Regions from separate parts of the Triticum aestivum genome. Here region 1 is linked to region 2. Evidence: chromatin contacts called from public Hi-C data. All regions are on one chromosome and are shown on one strand. Each heading gives the region's core, a stretch centred on a gene start, on an enhancer-like site or on the middle of the called end of the contact. The rest is flanking DNA. Distances are from core to core; before and after follow the strand shown. Region 1 holds the start of LOC123137407 (nicotinamidase 1). Region 2 holds the start of LOC123134219 (expansin-B7).

Region 1 (6,017 bases), core at 1,303-3,802, 250 kb before region 2:
TGTCATGTATGCTTAGTATGATAGCAATGAACTATATGTGCTTAGTATGATAGTCATGAACCATGTACATGTATGTTGCTGCTTTCATGGATTGTCTGGTATGCTGTGTGTTATGCTTACCATCAATGCATGCTATGATTGTAGGACATGACCACGCAGACGCAAGATCTTAGTCAGGCACTTGTCCTGTCCGACAGCCAGTTTGCTCCATCTTTTGTCAAGGACTCGCAGCCTATGTCCGAGATGGCACCTGATTTAGAGGTGTTCGCGCCTGATTCCCTCTATGTGACAGTAGTGCTCGTTGAGCCAACTCCTGCTGTTGATGCTGCTGCCGCCGTCGCACTCAAGGTAGCAGCAGCAAAGGCAAAGAAGGATGGTAGGTCGAACAACATGAAGTGGCAGCCGTTCATGTCCACGTTCGTGCTGAACAACATGTGTGAGCTCATCTCTAGTGGAGTTAGGACTAACAAGGGCTTCAAGGAGGTGCACTTGAACACTGTTGCGAAGCAGGTGTTCGAGTTCTGTGGGCAGGAGGTGTCTGCCACCCAGGTGTACAACCACCTGAGGAAGTGAAGAGGTCGATGGATCCAAGTGTCCAAGCTGAGAGACCTTAGCGGCGCCTCATGGGATGAGAACACTTGCTCCATAGTTCTGGAGGCAAAGCACTACACCGGCCATGTCGCGGTTAGGTCACAGCCCTCTTCCTTTTCATACTGTCCACCATTGCCTACTCCTAATCGCAACTAACAACACTTGTGTTTCATTCTTAGGACCACCCAAGGGACGCTGAGTTCCTCAACACACCCATACAGAACTACAGCCAGATGCAACACATCTTCTCCTTCGGGCTGGCAACTGGGAAGCATGCCATGGGCTCGGGGGAGCCTCTTGGTTCTCCCATGCCAGACTTCCCTGGGACCCCGGACGTCGAGGTCCTTGATGGCCCTGACAAGCCAGCTGCGAAGCCCTTCGACAAGCCATTTTACCCCGTCCATGATAGGAAGAGGAAGAGAGGAGGCCTGATGGAGGAGGATATCAATGTCTTTTGCAGCATGACTGAGGCAGTGAAGGAGGTTGCAACAGCCATCAGGGAGTGCAAGCCCCTCGACGTCCACCCTGACCTGTATGGCGCTGTCATGACCCAGGGTGGCTTCAGTGACGAGGCTCTCATGGCAGCTCTCAGCCACCTGCTTGACAACAAGGCCCAGGGTGTTGGGTTCGTTGCCATGGCAGACGCTCACAGGGTGCTGTGGATCAGGAGCTGGTTGGGCAAGCACTACTACTAGAGTAGTGCTGCCTGTGAGCGTGCATGATCCCCGACGGTGATGGTGGTGGCGACGACGACGACGATGACGATGACGACGAACATTTTGTGTAGCTAGGGCTGAAAACAATTTGATGGTTTGTATATTTTGGTGAGGTGGTATATACTAACCCCTCACGATGATGGGAACTTATGGTGGTAGGATGACACCCTCTTTTTGATGTGGTGGTAGGTTAACATCAAGGTAGTGCTAGGTTAAACTTGTTATGCCGTATGATCATGCATGCTTTACTTCTCTTCTGCTCCATTGTTGTTTGTGTGCTACTTTGCTTGCTACTTGTGTGTTCCATTGATTTGTTGCTTCAGCTCTTGCTCTTGTGCATTGCTAAGGCAAGTGGTATGCCGTGTTCATCGGTGATGCTTCAGGGGTTTATAGTTCATGGGAAGAAGCCAATGCACAAGTGACATCGTATAGCAACAACATTTATAGAGGGTTCAAGACTAGGCAGGCAGCAGAACAAGCTTACTCCGCCTAGGTGCGAAAGCACGGAGGCAGCAGTGTTGACAGTGGCAAGGTTGGAGGTGTCAAAGTGGAAGGTGCTAAGATGGATCGTCAGTTTGGGCTGAAGCTGAAGAACTTCATCATTTTCGCCCAGTTCATCGTCATTGCTGTGTTGTGGCGTTGATGTGCTAGGTGTGATCATTATGGGTAAGCTCATCAACTAGTGTACAAGGTAAGCACAACATGTATGTTGTATGCAAGCAGACGCCGTGTTCATGTACCGCTAGAGCCAATGCATGCAACCAAACAAAGTGCACTTACGTATTATCTAATGCAGTGACACTAGATGCAGGCAACCAAACAACTTGCAAATGACGCATTAGGGTCTGTTTTTGCTCAATCAGGTTGGGTCGAGAAGTGTATGCGATGCAGGAACTGTTCACAACGACAACCAAACACACCCTAGGAGTAGAGATAAAGCAGAGCGTCCCGAGTGTCTTTTCTCTAAAGAAATAACAAAGCACAAATGGGTATGAAATCTCGTTCATGTGTTTTGCTCAGCAAACAACGGCGTGATGCGCCGTGCAACCAATCTGACAATACGTTGGTCACAAAAGTAAACCTAAACTTGGCGTGTCGATCACACCGCAAATCAGCTCGGCGCCTTCTCACTCACTCCGACCACCCCTTGCCCTTGATGTAGGCCGTGTTTTCCCCAAGTCTGTTCGCTCATATCCGCGCGCAGCCACTTGGGTGGACGAATGAATTTCCTTCTCATCTTTTGGGTGTTCGTTTGACCAAGTTTGCCAATCAGGGTCCCGCCTCTCACCGGGGTTCCAACTGGATGGTGCCAGTCGAGAAAGGAGATTAGACAAAACGGGGCTCGTGACGACTACTTGATCGGGACCAGTCAAACCCAAACCACCAACCGCCCCTTCCCTTCACGCATCTCCATGGGGTCCGAAGCCAACGGCGGCGCCGCCGCGATTGACCTGCTCCGCTCGGCGGCACCCTTCCTGCCGGACGCCGACCTCCTCCTGACGCCCGGCACGGGGCTCGTCCTCGTCGACCTCGTTAACGGCTTCTGCACCGTCGGCGCCGGGAACCTCGTGAGTTCTGCTCCCCCTCCTCTGCTCTGTTTTTGAGTATACTGGTGACGAGCCTTCGCGCGAGGTTGATCGGCTCTTGCGGGAGCTCGGTGGTCCGGTGGATGCATGCCGCCATGCCGAAAGAGTTGGAGTTTTGCTGGTTGCTCTACGATGGGGACGCGAGTGAATAGGCCAGATATCCTCTCGCAGCTTCCTCCTGTCTTGCTTCTTGGCTCTTGTTGTTCTCTTCTTGTCACTCACTTCTCGCTCCGTCTCGTGCTTATTTCTTCTCTTTTCTCTTTCTGGCCCATCTTGAATCTCCACTTTCCCTTTTCTTCCTCCCATGAATATCAATCTGCATGAAGTATTACTTGTTTTACTTATATATAAGAAAGTTGGCGTCTGCAGGCCCCCGTCACGCCGAATAAGCAGATCGAGAAGATGGTGGAGGAGTCTACCAGGCTTGCCAAGGTGTTCTGCCAGAGGAACTGGCCGGTCTTTGCGTTCCTTGATACCCACCACCCCGATAAACCCGAGCCGCCTTTTCCGCCGCACTGTATCATCGGTTCCGGTGAAGAAAACTTTGTTCCAGGTTACTCCACATTTTTCTTATTATTACTTCTCTTAAGCCTATCGCAGAGCATGTTCAGTTTCTATGAACTGATTCTTTCATGTTGAATTGGGATATGCTAAATCGATGGTTTTGGCAACCTGATAAGATATGGGAGAATGACAACAGAATACGTTCCATATCTGGATTCTGACGAAGTTCAATCTGCTATATGCAGCTCTTGAGTGGCTGGAGAATGATCCAAATGTGACAATGAGGCGCAAGGACTGTATTGATGGTTATCTTGCTTCATTTGAGAAGGATGGGTCCAATGTTTTCAGCGAGTGGGTCGCAAAGTTCCAGATCAAAACCGTAAGAGATCCTTCCTATTTAAATGTTCGGTGAAAAAAAGTGTGATCCCCGTTTATAAGTGACTCGTGAATTTGCTTGATGCAGGTTTTGGTCGTAGGAATATGCACTGACTTCTGTGTTTTGGACTTTGTGAGTTCTACTCTGGCTGCAAGAAACATTGGCCGAGTGCCCCCGTTGGAAGATGTTGTGATCTATTCCGAGGGATGTGCGACATTTGACCTCCCTGTCGAAGTAGCCAGGAGTATCAAAGGAGCTTTGGCCCATCCACAGGTACTCGGCCACTAAACTCTACTATGCATAGTCAGTGAGAGTGTAGACTTCAGAAAGAGAGTAGATAGCTTTCGTATTCTGGAGCATGTAATTTTAGCTAGTACTTCCTCCGTCCCAAAATAAGTGTCTTAACTTTGTACTAGCTCTAGTACAAATTTATACTAAGCTCAAGACACTTATTTTGAGACGGAGGGAGTATTAGGTTTTGTAAAACAGAAGACATTGAAGGAGTTCCCAGCATCCAGAGTTCATATACCATACCAAAATCCCATGCCATGTGATCCGGAGTTTTTATAGCTATATAGAACATCAACAAAGAGGAAAATTGTGTTCTGCCTAAAAAAAGTGCACTAGTTTTACATGGAAAATGCACTGTCGTGTTGGCTGCGAAGTATTTACGCGTAGAGTTCATCTGCTTTCTCTTGACCTGAAAGTCACTGCATAGGCACAACGGTAGCAAATTTGCTTTGATATCTTGTGCGTTCCCTTGCTCATTAAAAGAAAAAAACATGGACTTATAGCTAAGCTTTCATAATGATGCAGGATCTTATGCATCACATGGGACTTTACATGGCCAAATCAAGGGGTGCGAAGATAGTTGACGGAATTCTTGAAGAATAAGACTAGATCATTCATCAGGTCTGAGTCTTGCTGGAAGGACCGTGCTATAGTTCTATGTAGTCCTCCTGTTTATCCACTCTATGTAGAATAATCAGATGCTGTATCTGCCCCCTGTGCACAGACACTGTTCTATGGGCCATGCATGGTTATCTGTAATTATCCAAGCAGTAATGTTAACAAGCATTTACTTTACAGTAAGCAGAATAGATACCATTTCCAATCTGTGTTTTGGTGCCGCGTAGTTTCTATATATTCTGGGTTCCAAGGTTGTGCATCATAGAATATGAACCAATAAGCTGCTGATGAGATTGCTTGGATAGACATGGATTGGACCGGGTAGTCTCCTCGTCAGACCTCACGATGTGTGTTGCCTAGTGCCACCATATCCATGGGGCCAGGGCGTATGCTGTCCGCCGCCGAGCAACCTGCTGACGGAAAAAGGGCCTCATGGTCTGTAAGTTCACAATTACAGTTCTTCAAACAGGATCCTTTAGCTCCACCATTGGAGCAAAGCAAACGCCACATCGCACAAATGCTTTATCATTGCAATCCACCAAGGATTCATAAACAAAATCATTGGAGCAAACAAGCGTGCAGTTGTTCTTGCTATACCTATATTGCTGCTCCTGCCACAGGGAAATCTTTTGTGTTCAACTACTTTCTAATTAGATAGAATTAAAAAAAAACTGACAAGACCGGCGAACATAAATAAATGTACTCAATACAGGTCAATATTATTACAGTTTTTACAACAGTTGTACAACACTACAACAGGTCAGTCCATGCATCAGCAAACACCCGTCAATACCCCTCTCAAACAAGACAAGAGGGCTGGGTGCTAAGTTATATACAAACGAGCCATGATATTTGAGTGAGGCTGCTGGGGCATCGTCGGTTAACAGACAACCAGGACACGAAAAATTCTACCTCTTGAGCTTTTGCTGCGCTTCCAATGCAGCAGAGTCTTCTATTTCCACCCTCTAGTTTTTTCCTGCCCTAGAGGCCAGTAACTTCATGCGCCATGTGCCTCTAGGCATTCACGGGGCAGGGTGTTCCAATCCAATCGAATCCATATGTTCAATGCTTGACAAGATCTAACGGTGCTGCTGATGGTCACAAACCTGGCAGCTCCTAGCAGACCTAGGGTTTGCAAATGTGCACTGATCACAGGCCCAAATGTTCCCATCATCCATACCACGGGTTGAGCTGCCTGACTTTGAGGCTCCAACAGGTGCCTTGTTCTTGCCACTCTTGCTCTTACCGCCAAGATTCTTGGAGCTTACGGCCTTGCTACATGCACCTTGGCCGCTATGAGCTCCAACATCATTCAATCCAGACTCCAATGCACGG
Region 2 (5,431 bases), core at 615-3,114:
GAGAGTTCAGAAACTTAAAAAAAGAAACCAAAAGAGAAAAAAGAGGAAAAAAATCAAACAAACGAACAGAAAATCGACATAAAAATGGTTGTGCTTCGAAGGCAAGTGAGAATTTTATGGTCGTTGTAAACATTAGTGGTGGCTGTGCTTTTGCGGATAAAATTGCTATTGTCCTTTTTCCGCAAGTTGATTAGGGCCAAGTCTCCCCCCCATCGATCTTCATCGGCAAGCTCGTGGATTCTTCTCCCCTTCGTTAGCTGCTCTGACAACTGGTGGCGGGGAGGGAAATTCTAGTGCCTCGGCTCCGACTATTAGATAGGTTAGGCTTTTTAGTCCATGCAGGGCAGCGCTTAGGTGGATGGCGACGCTTCTTCATATCAGTCTTTCAGGCTTTGATCCTCCTCCAGTTCATCTATCAGGATGAATTAGATGGAACACCGGCGTAGATTTCAGCTAGGCCCTCGGGGTGTCGATGTCAGGGTTTCTCGTCCTGAGTATGTGATTGCGAGATCTGGTATTTGGTTCTTTGGATCGGTTCAAGGGTTCAACGGCGAACATTGCGGCTCCAAGGCACTGGGCTTTAGGAGCACGTGCACTTATTACTTTTCAGTTGTTATCGATAAGGTCAGACCGACTCTAGTACGGGAGCGGCGATAACAGCGGGTGGACGGGTTGTTCTACCGACATCAATGGTCGTTCGGTGGTTCAGGGACCTCGATGTCATTTTTATTATGTTTAGGATGCTTCGTACTTCTAATAAATCTTTGTAACAGATCTGAGTCATTTTTGCAAAAAAAAAAACAATTTACTATGGTTAAAAGAATCGGCCATGGAATCAGAGGGGTTTGTGTCTTGCAGAGTCGATTGTCCGGATCTAGTGTGTCATGTTGCTTCTGTTTGTGGTTTGACTATTTGTTGAAATCTTACCTTGACACTATGGCGAAGATCTTGTGGTTTGACTATTTGCTCTCCCCATCTTCCTCAAATACGTTGGCTTGGCCGCTTATGACTTTTCATCTCTTTGGATGAGTGATTCAAGGGCTTTCGGAAACTTTTATTGCATTTGACCTTCAAGGATTAATACCACAAAGAAGAGGTCTCTAAGAGGTTTCATTATAATTACTAAATGCAAGAGCTACATTGTAGTTTTTTTAATATTGTATCCATATCATTACACTCAAGCCCTAGGCAGGCCGAGCTGCCGCGTGGGGCGTGGCCTAAAATCTCTTTGTTAACTGTAGTAGGTAGGACACTGTTAAATCTTGGTCCTAGTTAAATCTTGGCACCGCCACTATATGCGAGTACAACTAAGTTACATGTATTAAAAGAAATGGTGAACTGACTATGGGTTACATCCAACATTGTATCTTTCGATGTTCTTTTTTTTCTGCTGATATTTGGATGCTTCGTTAGTATGTCACTGGATACTCGTGTTTTCATACCATTTCACCGGTATCTTGTACGTAACCACTATCATATTTTCGTATCATGCCCTGATCCTCTGCCGACGCACACGTAACTTTCAGCTGGGCATTTTCGTAGCACTAGTTTGGTATTTTCGCAGTACAAAATAAAACAAGCTCGTCACTGATTGCAAGACGGATCATGTGGCCGTATATGTACATTGCTACGACTCCGTACAAAACTCCAAGAAAAAGATGCCTCTATGATCTGCAATGGGCATGATGCTATGCTGGCTGCAGGCATAAATACATGGAGGAAGCACCTGTAATGCAGTATGTATGTATGGTTGATGATTTTTAAAAGCAGAGAGAAATGCATCCCGTGATCACGGGTAATGGTGTATAGCAGCCAGTTGGGCGAGTCCCGCCATCCACATGTGAACCGGCCCTGCCATCACGTCTGGCTCCTCCTTTCTCCATCCGCCATCTCCGTTCATTCATTCCTTCGTCCTTTTCCTCCTCTTGATTTGATCTGGTAGAGGAAGAAGAAGCTTAGCACTTGAGTTGCCGGCCTATAAATTCACACGCCCACCAACTGCATCAAGCCATTAACCACCAGAGTACGGCAACGAGTAACCAGCGAAAGCGGGCGATGGCAGCGGCCTCCGCCTACGCCGTTGCGGTCGCCCTCTTCTGCCTCCTCGCCGCCGATGGCTGCTGCGGCTGCTTTTGGTTTCTGCCTGCCATATTCTGCCCTGGACACTCCCCCACGCCTACACCCGCCCCCGCTACCCCCACCCCCAGCCCCGGCACCGGCACCGGCACCAACGTCGACGGCGGCGGCTGGCTCGACGCCAGGGCCACCTGGTACGGCGCTCCCGGAGGCGCCGGGCCTGACGACAATGGTGGCGCGTGCGGGTTCAAGAACGTGAACCTGCCGCCGTTCAACGCCATGACGTCGTGCGGCAACGAGCCGCTCTTCAAGGACGGCAAGGGATGCGGCTCGTGCTACCAGGTCAGCTGCTGTGGCCGACATTGCAGTTACTTGACAGTGACGGTAGAGTGCTTGTCGTTTCGTTTGTTTTTCCAGGCTGATGGATCTTGGATTGTTGCGTTGCGTTGCGTGCAGATAAGGTGCGTGGCTCACGCAGCGTGCTCCGGCGTCCCTGAGACGGTGATCATCACCGACATGAACTACTACCCGGTGGCCCGCTACCACTTCGACCTCAGCGGCACCGCCTTCGGCGCCATGGCCAAGGACGGCCGAAACGACGAGCTCCGCCACGCCGGCATCATCGACATGCAGTTCAAGAGGGTGCCGTGCCAGTACCCGGGGCTGTCGGTGACGTTCCACGTGGAGCAGGGGTCGAACCCGAACTACCTGGCGATCCTGGTGGAGTACGAGAACGGCGACGGCGACGTGGCGCAGGTGGACCTCATGGAGTCGCGGCCGGACAATGGTGAGCCGACTGGGGTCTGGACGCCGATGAGGGAGTCGTGGGGCTCCATCTGGCGGTTGGACACGCACCGCCCGCTGCAGGGGCCCTTTTCGCTGCGGGTCACCAACGAGTCCGGCAGGTCGCTCGTCGCCGGGCAGGTCATCCCGGCCGACTGGCAGCCCGACACTGTGTACAGCTCCCTCGTCCAGTTCGATTGACCCCTTCCACTCATCCGTGGAAGGCATCCATGCACGTCCATGCATGGCTTAATCGTGCCAAGCTAGCTGAGACGTCGCTTGTGACGTCCGGTGTGTGTGGTCTTCGTGTGCTACTACGTGTTCTCTCTCGTAGCGCATACGTTTTTCATGGTATACGTGTCTCGTCCAATACAATAAAGACATTTTAGCTACTAGTACAAGGGCCTGTGCGTCTACATTTTGCTGCATCACTGAGATACACTATCACTCAATTTCATGAAATCATGAACAATTTTTGAAATGATGAACATTTTTTTAAACTTGTGCACATATCTAAAATTGTGAACATTTTTCAAATCCATGAACACAATTACAAAATTTCGAACATTTTCTAAAATCAAGATCATTTTTTGAATTTATGGACCTTTTATACAATTTGCAAACATTTTTTAAATAGTGAATATATTTTTAAACAACTTTCTTGAATCCATGAACAATTCTAGAATCAACGAATATTTTTTTAAAATTGGTGCAACAATTTTTGAAATTATTGAACATTTTTTGATCTAGCAAAAGGGCTCGTGCATTGCAACGAGAGAAAAAAAATTATAATCTTCAATGGACATGACCACATTTTGCTGCATCACCGAGATACACTATCACTCTCATTTTCGTGAAATTGTGAACAATTTTTGAAAATCATGAACATTTTCTAAAACTCGTGAACATATCTGAAATCACGCACATTTTTCAAATTCATAAAACAAATTGTAGATTTTCGAACATTTTCTAAAATCATAGAAATTTTATACTATTTACATTGTTTTAATTGTGAACATATTTTGAAATGTTTTTCTTGAATAGACAAACATTTCTAGAATCGGCGAACATTTTTTTGGAAATTGTTTTGTGGAACAAATTTTGAAATTCACGAACATTTTTTATTTAACGAATATTTCTTGAAATGCATGATAATTTTTTCAAACAACGAACATTCTATGAATCAATAAAGTATTTTGTAAGTCATGAACAGTTTTTGAAGTTTTAGGATATTTTTCAATTCATGAACATTTTTTGAACTGGTGAAATTAGGTTTAATTTCATTAACATTTTGAATAGACAAACTTTTCAAAAAATAATAAACAGTTTTTAATCCCGAACATTTTTTAAAAAATTGTGAATATTAAGACTCACGAACATTTTCTGCGTCCACAAACATGTATGAATCATTAAACATTTTAGTTCAAAATTCTAATTTTTTTAATTTTCAGAACTTTTGTTATCCCCAAATTATTTAAATGAGAAAAAAAAGGAAGACGGAAAACAAACCAAAGATAAATACGAAATTTATAAAAACCACCGCCTGGATATGGGCCGACCCAAACAGACATGTTGTATAGAAGGTTTCTACAGGGCCGGCCCAGACAGGGATTCCCCTGTGGGAAATATTTTTTATACTTATAGGTGGCATCGATGGGTAACAGTTTCGAACTTTGGATTAATTTCCATGACGTACCGCCACAAGCAATATCCCCTTTATTTTTACTAGCAAAAGGGCCATGGTTTGCACTGGAAGAAATGACTACATTTTGCCGCATCACCGAAATACACTATCACTCTCAATTTTGTGAAATTATGAACATTTTTTTAAACTCGTAGACATATCACAAATCGTGAACATTTTTACAAATTTTCAAACATTTAATGAAATCAAGAACATTTTTTCAATTTATGAACATTTTATACAATTCAAATGAGCTTTTTTTTCAAAAAAATTGAATCGGCGGACGTTTCTAGAATCAAAGAAATTGTTTTTCGTAATTGGTGGGGCGATTTTTAAAATTCAAGAACATCTATTTGATCTAGCAAAAGGGCTCATGCGGTGCAATGGGAGAAAAATAATTCATAATCTCTAACGGCCATGGCCAAATTTTGCTGCATCATCGAGATACACTATCACTCTCATTTTTTTGAAATCATGAACAATTAAAAAAAATATGTGAACATATCTGAAATCATGAACAATTTTTAAATTCGTGAACATTTTTATAGATTTTCAAACTTTTCTAATATGAACATTTCATAATTTTTGCAAACATTTTTTTTAATTGTGAACATTTAAAAAAAATCTTGAATAGGCAAACATTTGTAGAATCAACGAAAATTATATTATTATACGATTATTCTTTGCATACTACACAACGTGTAACTTCAATGTAAAGTTGTGTGCGAGTTTTTTCTCATTTCCTTTCTTCTTAAAAGGTAATATCAATGCCAAAGATTGATTCTTCTTTAAACAATGTTATTATTCGGATTTTATTTTAGTTTTCATTTCATTTTCTTTCTTCTGTAATGGTAATACCAATGACACAAATTTATTCCTTCGTAGGAA

Evidence for each region. A called contact is a pair of places that touch in the nucleus more often than the background predicts.
Region 1: a contact with region 2 is called in a Hi-C map of leaf, with 6 times the contacts expected there. The contact joins the promoter of LOC123137407 here to the promoter of LOC123134219 in region 2. A contact is called at or near these places in 2 of 5 Hi-C or Micro-C datasets (both in leaf).

The regions. Positions count from the first base shown.
Region 1 is chr6B:446,919,573-446,925,589 of IWGSC CS RefSeq v2.1, reverse strand. It overlaps LOC123137407 (nicotinamidase 1), which reads left to right and starts at 2,552. Exons shown (of 5, transcript XM_044557158.1): 1 at 2,552-2,875; 2 at 3,263-3,446; 3 at 3,643-3,776; 4 at 3,861-4,046; 5 at 4,590-4,889. The coding sequence starts at 2,720. The coding sequence ends at 4,667. It overlaps LOC123137406 (probable E3 ubiquitin-protein ligase ARI8), which reads right to left. Exons shown (of 15, transcript XM_044557156.1): 15 at 5,368-6,017. The coding sequence ends at 5,762.
Region 2 is chr6B:446,668,727-446,674,157 of IWGSC CS RefSeq v2.1, reverse strand. It overlaps LOC123134219 (expansin-B7), which reads left to right and starts at 1,864. Exons shown (of 2, transcript XM_044553503.1): 1 at 1,864-2,418; 2 at 2,533-3,254. The coding sequence starts at 2,056. The coding sequence ends at 3,060.